2 separate regions of the Mus musculus genome follow, and region 2 is linked to region 1. Evidence: chromatin contacts called from public HiChIP or PLAC-seq data. All regions are on one chromosome and are shown on one strand. Each heading gives the region's core, a stretch centred on a gene start, on an enhancer-like site or on the middle of the called end of the contact. The rest is flanking DNA. Distances are from core to core; before and after follow the strand shown. Region 1 has its middle 23 kb from the start of Gm40109. Region 2 overlaps Slc22a15 (solute carrier family 22 (organic anion/cation transporter), member 15).

What was found. HiChIP or PLAC-seq counts read pairs in DNA pulled down with a chosen protein or histone mark.
Region 2: a contact with region 1 is called in an H3K27ac HiChIP or PLAC-seq map of double positive thymocytes, with 4 times the contacts expected there. The contact joins two enhancer-like sites. A contact is called at or near these places in 2 of 39 promoter capture datasets (liver and stem cell-derived epiblast-like cells), 3 of 115 datasets of contacts at active chromatin or transcription factors (bone marrow-derived dendritic cells, double positive thymocytes and embryonic stem cells) and 4 of 9 other capture datasets (adipose tissue, embryonic stem cells, liver and 1 more).

What each region holds. Positions count from the first base shown.
Region 1 is chr3:101,482,775-101,486,416 of GRCm38.p6, reverse strand. No RefSeq gene overlaps it. Among named protein-coding and RNA genes, the nearest start is that of Gm40109, 23 kb to the left of the region's middle. Within about 2 kb of position 1,611, at least 3 of the 459 cell types and tissues checked have an H3K27ac peak or open chromatin away from gene starts, as enhancers often do. A contact at or near this core is called in double positive thymocytes, where this site is marked.
Region 2 is chr3:101,857,937-101,861,775 of GRCm38.p6, reverse strand. It overlaps Slc22a15 (solute carrier family 22 (organic anion/cation transporter), member 15), which reads left to right. Exons shown (of 12, transcript NM_001039371.2): 11 at 787-975; 12 at 1,257-3,839. The coding sequence ends at 1,337. Among named protein-coding and RNA genes, the nearest start is that of Mab21l3, 24 kb to the right of the region's middle. Within about 2 kb of position 1,760, at least 15 of the 459 cell types and tissues checked have an H3K27ac peak or open chromatin away from gene starts, as enhancers often do. A contact at or near this core is called in double positive thymocytes, where this site is marked.

The DNA of each region.
Region 1 (3,642 bases), core at 362-2,861:
TTTCAGCAGTCTCTGCATCCAGCCATGTAGGCCAGCTCCGATGAGCTCTGCCTTCCTCTGGCTTACTTGGTTAAGTGCTCTTGACTGCTCTTTCAGAAGACCAAGGTTTAGTTCCCAGCACACAGGTTGGCTCAAAGCTGCCTCTAACTACAGTTCCAAGGGATCCAACGCCCTCTTCTGGCCTCTGCAGGCACTGCATGCATATGGTGTACTTAATATACATGCAAGCTAAACACTCATACACATAAAAAAATAACCTCTTTTTAAAAATATATTTAGAAATTTGTCCTCCAAAACATTTTACTCCTTGGGTAAAACTTTTTCAATTGTCTTCTCTAACACTGTTTAGTGGAGAGCCAACAGGCGGATACTGCTTACCAAGGGGGCTCTTTGAGCTACTTATAGCTTGTAATATGGAAACAGTACCTTGGGAAATTACTTTCAAGTACTAGTCCTCCCAAATAGCCCCTATTCAAACTGGCAAGCAGAGATCTTTGCCCTGATGGACTGTACGCCATGCACCACCATGCACCAAGCATTCGAAATGTGTCTATCATCTTCAGATGTGTGTGTGTGTGTGTGTGTGTGTGTGTGTGTGTGTGTGTGTGATTGTTGTTGTTGTTATTCTGTTCTAGGGGCAATATCTTACTATGTAGTCTTAGCTGGCCTCAAATTCACCATAAAAACCAGACTGGCCTCAAACTCATAGAAATTCCCCTGCCTCTGCCTCCCGAGTGATAGAATTAAAAGCATATGCCACCATGTCAGTCTAACTAAAATGTAGACTTAAAATATAAAGACAGGGGGCTGGTGAGATGGCTCAGCGGGTAAGAGCACTGACTGCTCTTCCAAAGGTCCTGAGTTCAAATCCCAGCAACCACATGGTGGCTCACAACCATCCATAATGAGATGTGGCACCCTCTTCTGGTGTGTTTAAAGACAGCTACAGTGTACTTACATATAATAATAAATAAATAAGAATATAAAGACAGGATTGTATTAAGTCATCACATGTGGGCACTATATAGAAATGGCATGCTTGAGGAAGCTGAAATCTGGTTCGTGAATCTGATTGTAGGATCCCAAAGGGAAGTGACATGAGTCTTAGATGTCACTCGCTACCTCATGGAGAGTGTACTCTGCAGGGTTTCCTGTGGAGGAGAACTAGTCTGGCAATTTCTCTTTGGTGATGGCTGGTGTGAATCACCTGCCCCTCCCCTTTTCATCCTGATTGATGTCTTCTAAGACCTAGGGGGTTCCTGGTCAGCAGGGAAGGGCAGGCTGAGACCAGGTCACCAGTTGTTCACGATGCATGGCTGCCTCTAGTGCTCCAAGGGGACGGAGATGCTGGGGAAACAGCATCAGCTTACTCACGACACGCTTCAAGTCAGCATCCAACTCCGTACAGCTCCGTCATCCCTGTGCCTTCACCATCCTTCCATCCCAAGGAAGTGCAGCGGGTGGCAGGCAGGAGAGAAGGGGTCCTTGGCAGAGTCTGGCTTCAGGTAGGAAGCAGAGTATGTGTTGAAACAGACCACAGCCACAGGGAGGCATTGGATTCAGTCCCAGGTCACCAGGCTGGGTCCCCAAGCCTACAAAGGACTCCGAGACTCAAAGCACCAACGACGCTCTGTGCTCTGCGGAGGGACCTGGCAACTCCAGACAACAAAGAAGACAAAAAAAGCTTTTGTTTCTTTTCAACTGCCTAAACCGTCAAACTTTAAATTCTTCTTTGAGACGTTTATTTCCCAGCCTTTGAAAAGTCAAGTTTAAGTTTGAAATTAATTTTCTTAAGAAGCGTTTGCACCTTTTAAAAACAGAAAAACCCTGGTTACAACGACAAGTAACAGAGCAGTTGTAAACAGCGGCCTGTGCCCTGAGTACACAGTGCAAGGAAAGAAATGGAACTAGCCTGGCTCATCAGAATAGAGACTGCTGCTACCCCAACCCTGGAGAGACTGAGGCAGGGGTGTTACTACTGAGACCAGCCTGGGCTACACAGCAAGACCTAGTTGCAAAACAAAACAAACAAGCCACATATACTGGGGGCCAGAGAGATGGATCAGCAGTTAAGAGCACATACTAATCTTTCAGAGGACCTAAGTTTGGTTACCAGTACCTGTGTTAGGCACCTCACAGCTGCCTGTTAGCTCCAACCCCAGGGGATCTGATGCCCTCTTCTGGCCTATACAGGTACCTGCATTCACACACACACACACACACACACACACACACACACACACCACCAGCAGGGTTCCTACTTGAAATTTGCCCCCTTGATAAGATTTGTATGTGCTTTTTAAAAGGATTTATTTATTTTATGTACATGAGTACACTGTAGCTGTCTTCAGACACACCAGAAGAGGACATCAGATCCCATTACAAATGGTTGTGAGCCACCATGTGGTTGCTGGGAATTTGAACTCAGGACCTCTAGAAGAGCAGTCAGTGCTCTTAACCTCTGAGCCATCTCCCCAGCCCCCTTAGCTGTTGTGTTAGCAACCATTGAGGTTACAGTCAATTTATTTAGTGCCATGCTTTTTATATGTTTATGATTTTGTGATTCTAAAAAGTTCCTTTGTGTGGTACTGAAGCATGGCTAGTCCCTAACTGCAAGAAGGCTATGATGTGTTACTAAGAAAGCGTATGTGTTAGCCAAGCTTTATCCAAGTGATAGCTATAGTGTGTGGTAGGCTGTGAGCTCATTACTAGTAAATCAACAGTATGTGTGTTTGAGTTGCTTTTCTCATTGCTATGACAAGATATCTGATAAGAGTAACTTCAAGAAGAAGGAGGGGTTTGCTCTGACTGACAATTCAAGGACGCAGTCTGTCATGGTGAGGAAGGCATGGTGTCTGGGTGAAGCAGCTGGTTACTTAGCAACCTCAGACAGCCAGGAAGCAGGGAGAGATGAATGCTGCTTAACTTGCTCTCTCCTTTTCACTCACTCTGAGACACACACACACACACACACACACACACACACACACACACACACGTTCTCAGGACTGTGCCAGCTTCAGGGTAGATTTTCTTATAAGCCTGTATGGATGGATATTCTGCCTTAGACAGACCCAGAGTTTGTTTCCATGGTGACTGAAATCCCATCAAGTTGATAATCAAGATTATCCATCTTTAAACAGAAGCATGAAACAGAGCTGTTGGGGCTCAGGGGGTGGCTAATGAATATGCTTTGATCAGAGGTTCCTGGGAGGACTCTAACCCTATACTCCTCAGGAGCCGTGGTTCTGGGCTCACTAATTCTGTGTTCATTGTGGCTTTATGGGGGCACATCTGAGGCAGGACAAACATGTCTTAGTTAGGGTTACTATTGCTGTGATGGAACACCACGACCAAAGAAACCTGGGGAGAAAAGGGGACCTGGGTGGCATGTAACTTTAATTTTTTCAAACCTTATTTTTAATGATGATTCTTAAACTCTTAACCTCCCTTGTAGCCCACTACCCACCAGAGGTAGTGGAAAAGAAAGAATTCGGGGAGGGGGGTGGGGAAGTGGACCTGTTTTAGAAAGGTTCTTTGGAGCAACTCCTATCTATGTTGTTTGGAAATCGGCAGTTCAGTTCAAACATTGGCAGGTAGCGGCAGATGGCTACACCAGCAGCCCAGTTCAGTAGAGTTGGG
Region 2 (3,839 bases), core at 511-3,010, 380 kb before region 1:
ATCCTAAAATATATTTTAGAGTATTATATCACAATGTACTATTATATAATAAAATATCATTAAGGCATTAGTTACACTGTGGGTTTTGATGCTGCCTTTAAGGGCTTTTCTAGAGGACATTGAAAAGAAATACCCTAACCAATAGAGCCAGCCCATGATGGTTGGGAGCCTGTGTATTGAAAGGCATCATCGACTTTCTCTGAGGATGCTCTTTGTATCTCTGAAGCAGTTGCACCATATTCAACTCAAATAGTTTATGAACTCTGTGTGCCATGGGGCTTTTTGGGGGGAGGGGTTCTACTTTTTAAATCTTGGGTCTCTCAATGATGAACATTATAACACATTTGACCACTGCAAAGTTTATTATCAGCAGATAGTCCAGGGCCGTCTTCATATGAAGAGAATGTGGAGATCAGTGTGGGGCAGACTTTTCCCTCAGGTGGAAGCTGGACTTGAGAGTTCCTGTGAACTCTGCCAGTGTGAGCCTGCCATGCTAACAGAGAGCCATGGCCATGCTTTGTCTGACATGGTTGGCCCAAGGCTTCTCGTCCATATTCTTGTCTAGCCCTTTGGCTCACTTAGACCTATCACTAAATGCCTGAAGAAACATTATGTGACTTCCCTGGATAACTATCTTAGAGCAAAGAAAACATGGTGTGTGGTGTTCTTGTGGGAAGGTGCTGACTAGACAGTAAACATGGCAGTTCTTGATCACCCAACTGTTGATGTCACCTGCTGAGAAGCTGAATGGTTTGTTTGGTTTTGTTCCACTTCCTGTCTCCACAGAAGGAAGTACAGTGGTCTCTGCCCTTCATCGTGTTTGGAGCCACAGGCCTGACCTCAGGCCTCCTGAGCCTGCTATTGCCAGAGACTCTGAACAGCCCTTTGCTGGAGACATTTTCTGATCTTCAAATGTACTCATATAGGAGGTTAGGAGAGGAAGCGCTATCTCTACAGACCTTGGATCCTCCACAGGTATAGAGACACATGCTGTAACCATCTAGGTGCCCTTGGGTTTGATCCCCAGAACCATCTAAACCTGAGTGTGGTGGTACACCCCTGTAAACCTAGCACTAGAGAGGTAGAGACAGGAAGATCAGAAGGTGATCTCAGCTACTTAGAAAATTGGAAGCTAACTTGGTCTGCATGGGTCCCTGTCTCAAAACAACAGCAAAATTGCACTGTGAGTGCCTGGGTGGTAATTCTCATTAAGGCCTGTCATGATCACTTCTACAAGATCTCCTTTGCCATTGCAGCCCCTGGACAAGGTCAGCAGTGAGAGTGAGGAGGAGGAAGAGTTCTATGATGCAGATGAGGAGACCCAGATGATCAAGTGAAGAGCCCGCATTCCTGCCCAGAAGCAGAGCCCCATCATCCTTAGTGCCTCAGCTTCAGCACCAGAGATGTATTCAGCCCACACTGACGCTTTCCAGATGGGAGAGGCGGTGGAGGAGAGATTCCAAAAGGGAGAACTTGCTGCGTTGAGGGAGTCATTGCTGACTTGTTCGGGACTGGGGCTGAGCTCAGCACCACGCCTCTGGCTGCACAGCTCAGATCCACCTTGTAGGACTGGTGCCTCATGCTGCTACCCTTCCTCGGGACCTAAGAGCAGGTGTGTGAAACTGCTCGCACTTTAACTAGGGTTAGCCAGACCTTCCCCGAGATGTCATCTTCCTAGCAAGCATCCCTGTCACTTGCTTCTCCCCCACCAGGAATCTTCTGGTGCAGGTTGATGTGTACAGAGCTCCCAGCTTCCCATCAGCTCATTGGCTGGTTCCCAGCTCATTGGTTGCTGGTGCAGCTTGTGCCTTTAGTCTGTGCTCATTCACTAATAAAGGGCAGAATTAGCGGAGCATTTCTCATCAGAGGGCTGGCTGTGGCAGGGAAGCTCCCTTTGACGCTTGCGTCATGCGATTTTTTTCCCCCACTTGGATGCATTTGGGGACTGTTTTTCTTTGTGAGATTCTAGCATCAGCAATAACTTCAAAATCATGCCCAGCCAACGAGGAAACTTTACAGACTGAGGGTGGCGAGCAAGTGACACGCTAAGCACTTTGTAAATGACTTAAGAGGGGAGAGTCTCTCACAGTGTCGTCAGTGTGCAACAAGGGACATGCACAGCACACCAGGGCTGGACTCTGCCCTGCATCAGCCTCTACTGGTTATTTAAAAGGCAGGGTGGAGGGTTTTTTGTTTTTTAAGAAAATGGTGGGTTTTCATTGAGTGCTTCCGTGGATTTCCAAATGAATCATAACCTGTCTCTCACAAAACTTGAACACTCTCAAATGGCATATAAGCCAGGAGTCCACATGTGGGCAATCGATCAATCGATCACGCCCCGACCAGGGAAACGGCTGTGTGTTTAGGATTTCTGTGTCTGCTAATCTCTTGGGAGTAGAAAGCACACAGAGTAGAAAGGTGCTCTGTAGATGCCCCTGGAAACTGTGCAAGCCTGCATTCTTTGCCTCCAGCTATGTTCCTGGACTCCTCTGTGTTGTCTGGGCTTTTACTGTACTGGTCTGTTCCACTGTTAAATAATTTTTCCTTTGTGCCCTTGGGTATGGAGGAGCTGTTTCTACCAGTATGAGGAACATGCCTGGCCGGGATGCTGTGAAGACCCCATAGGTGATCCTGTGTCTAGCTGTCAGAAAGATTATAGAACTCCCTGCGACATCATATCCGCAAATTCCAGTAAAGGGTGTCCCACACTCCAAAGCACGAAGTCCTGCTGCTCTCCTCTCTGGGAAATGGAGGTCAGCTCTCCTTAGGAGAGGAAGAAAAGGACTTCCAGAAACTCTTGATTCTTGTCAAATAAAGTATTTAAAATAAAGCAGTAAATTTATATATATATATATGTATATATATATAAATTTTATATATATATATATATAAATGTTATTGAACTCTTTTTATATAATGTAACCTGTAGGAGTATTATTTTTAATATATCCCTACACAAGGTTGTTTCCCACCTCAATGGTTTTTGTTCCCAAATGAAAGACACACACACAACCTTTATATTTTAATATGCTTTAAGGAGCACAATAGCTGGTCAACTGCCTACCCTCCATGGTGTTAGACTCTACCTCCCACCGATAATTCCAAGTTACTACTTACTAGTTCCTATGTTCCATCTTGGCTGCCCCTGACCTTTACACGGTAGCTCTGCCTCTCTGGCCCTCACTCTCAGGCAGTGCTGCTCTGCTCTTCCTCCTCCTCCAGGTCCCAAGCCCTGGAAACCCCAATCCTCTTTCTTGTCTCCCCAACTATTAGCTGCTGGCATCTTTAATTACCAATCACAGTTAACTGGGGGCAGGTCCCCAGAAGCTACATGCAGACCCTCTTGTGCAAACAGTTTTGAGGGGATACAGTTAATATAGAATACAAAGAGCTACAATAACCCATCAGAGAAAATTTGGTACTAGAAGTTAGAAAGTGCATCCGTCAGTCTAGCTGCAGAAGAAGCAGGGCCATGGCTTTTTATTCATTCCCTGCTGCTGCTGAAGTTCCTGCCGCTTCTGGCTAAGCAAGTGAACTCCAGGTAATTCCCAGCCTAGAGGTAGAAGGACAGACCACAGGGTGAATTACGTGGCAAGTAATAAGGCCCGGTTGGCTGTCAGCTGCTCTTGTTGGATAAATTATTACATTTTTCTTCTCCCTGGGTAGTCCTCTAAGCACAGTTTAATAATTATTTCTCTGCCTTTGTAAAGATGAATTTTATTCCCTATGATGGCTGCTAATGAGTATTGATGGTACAAAGCCACAGAAGTCTTACTTGGTAGGTAGCCTATTTTGCTTGTACAGATAGTCTGTTAAAAGCATCTTTAAAGAAACAGTAA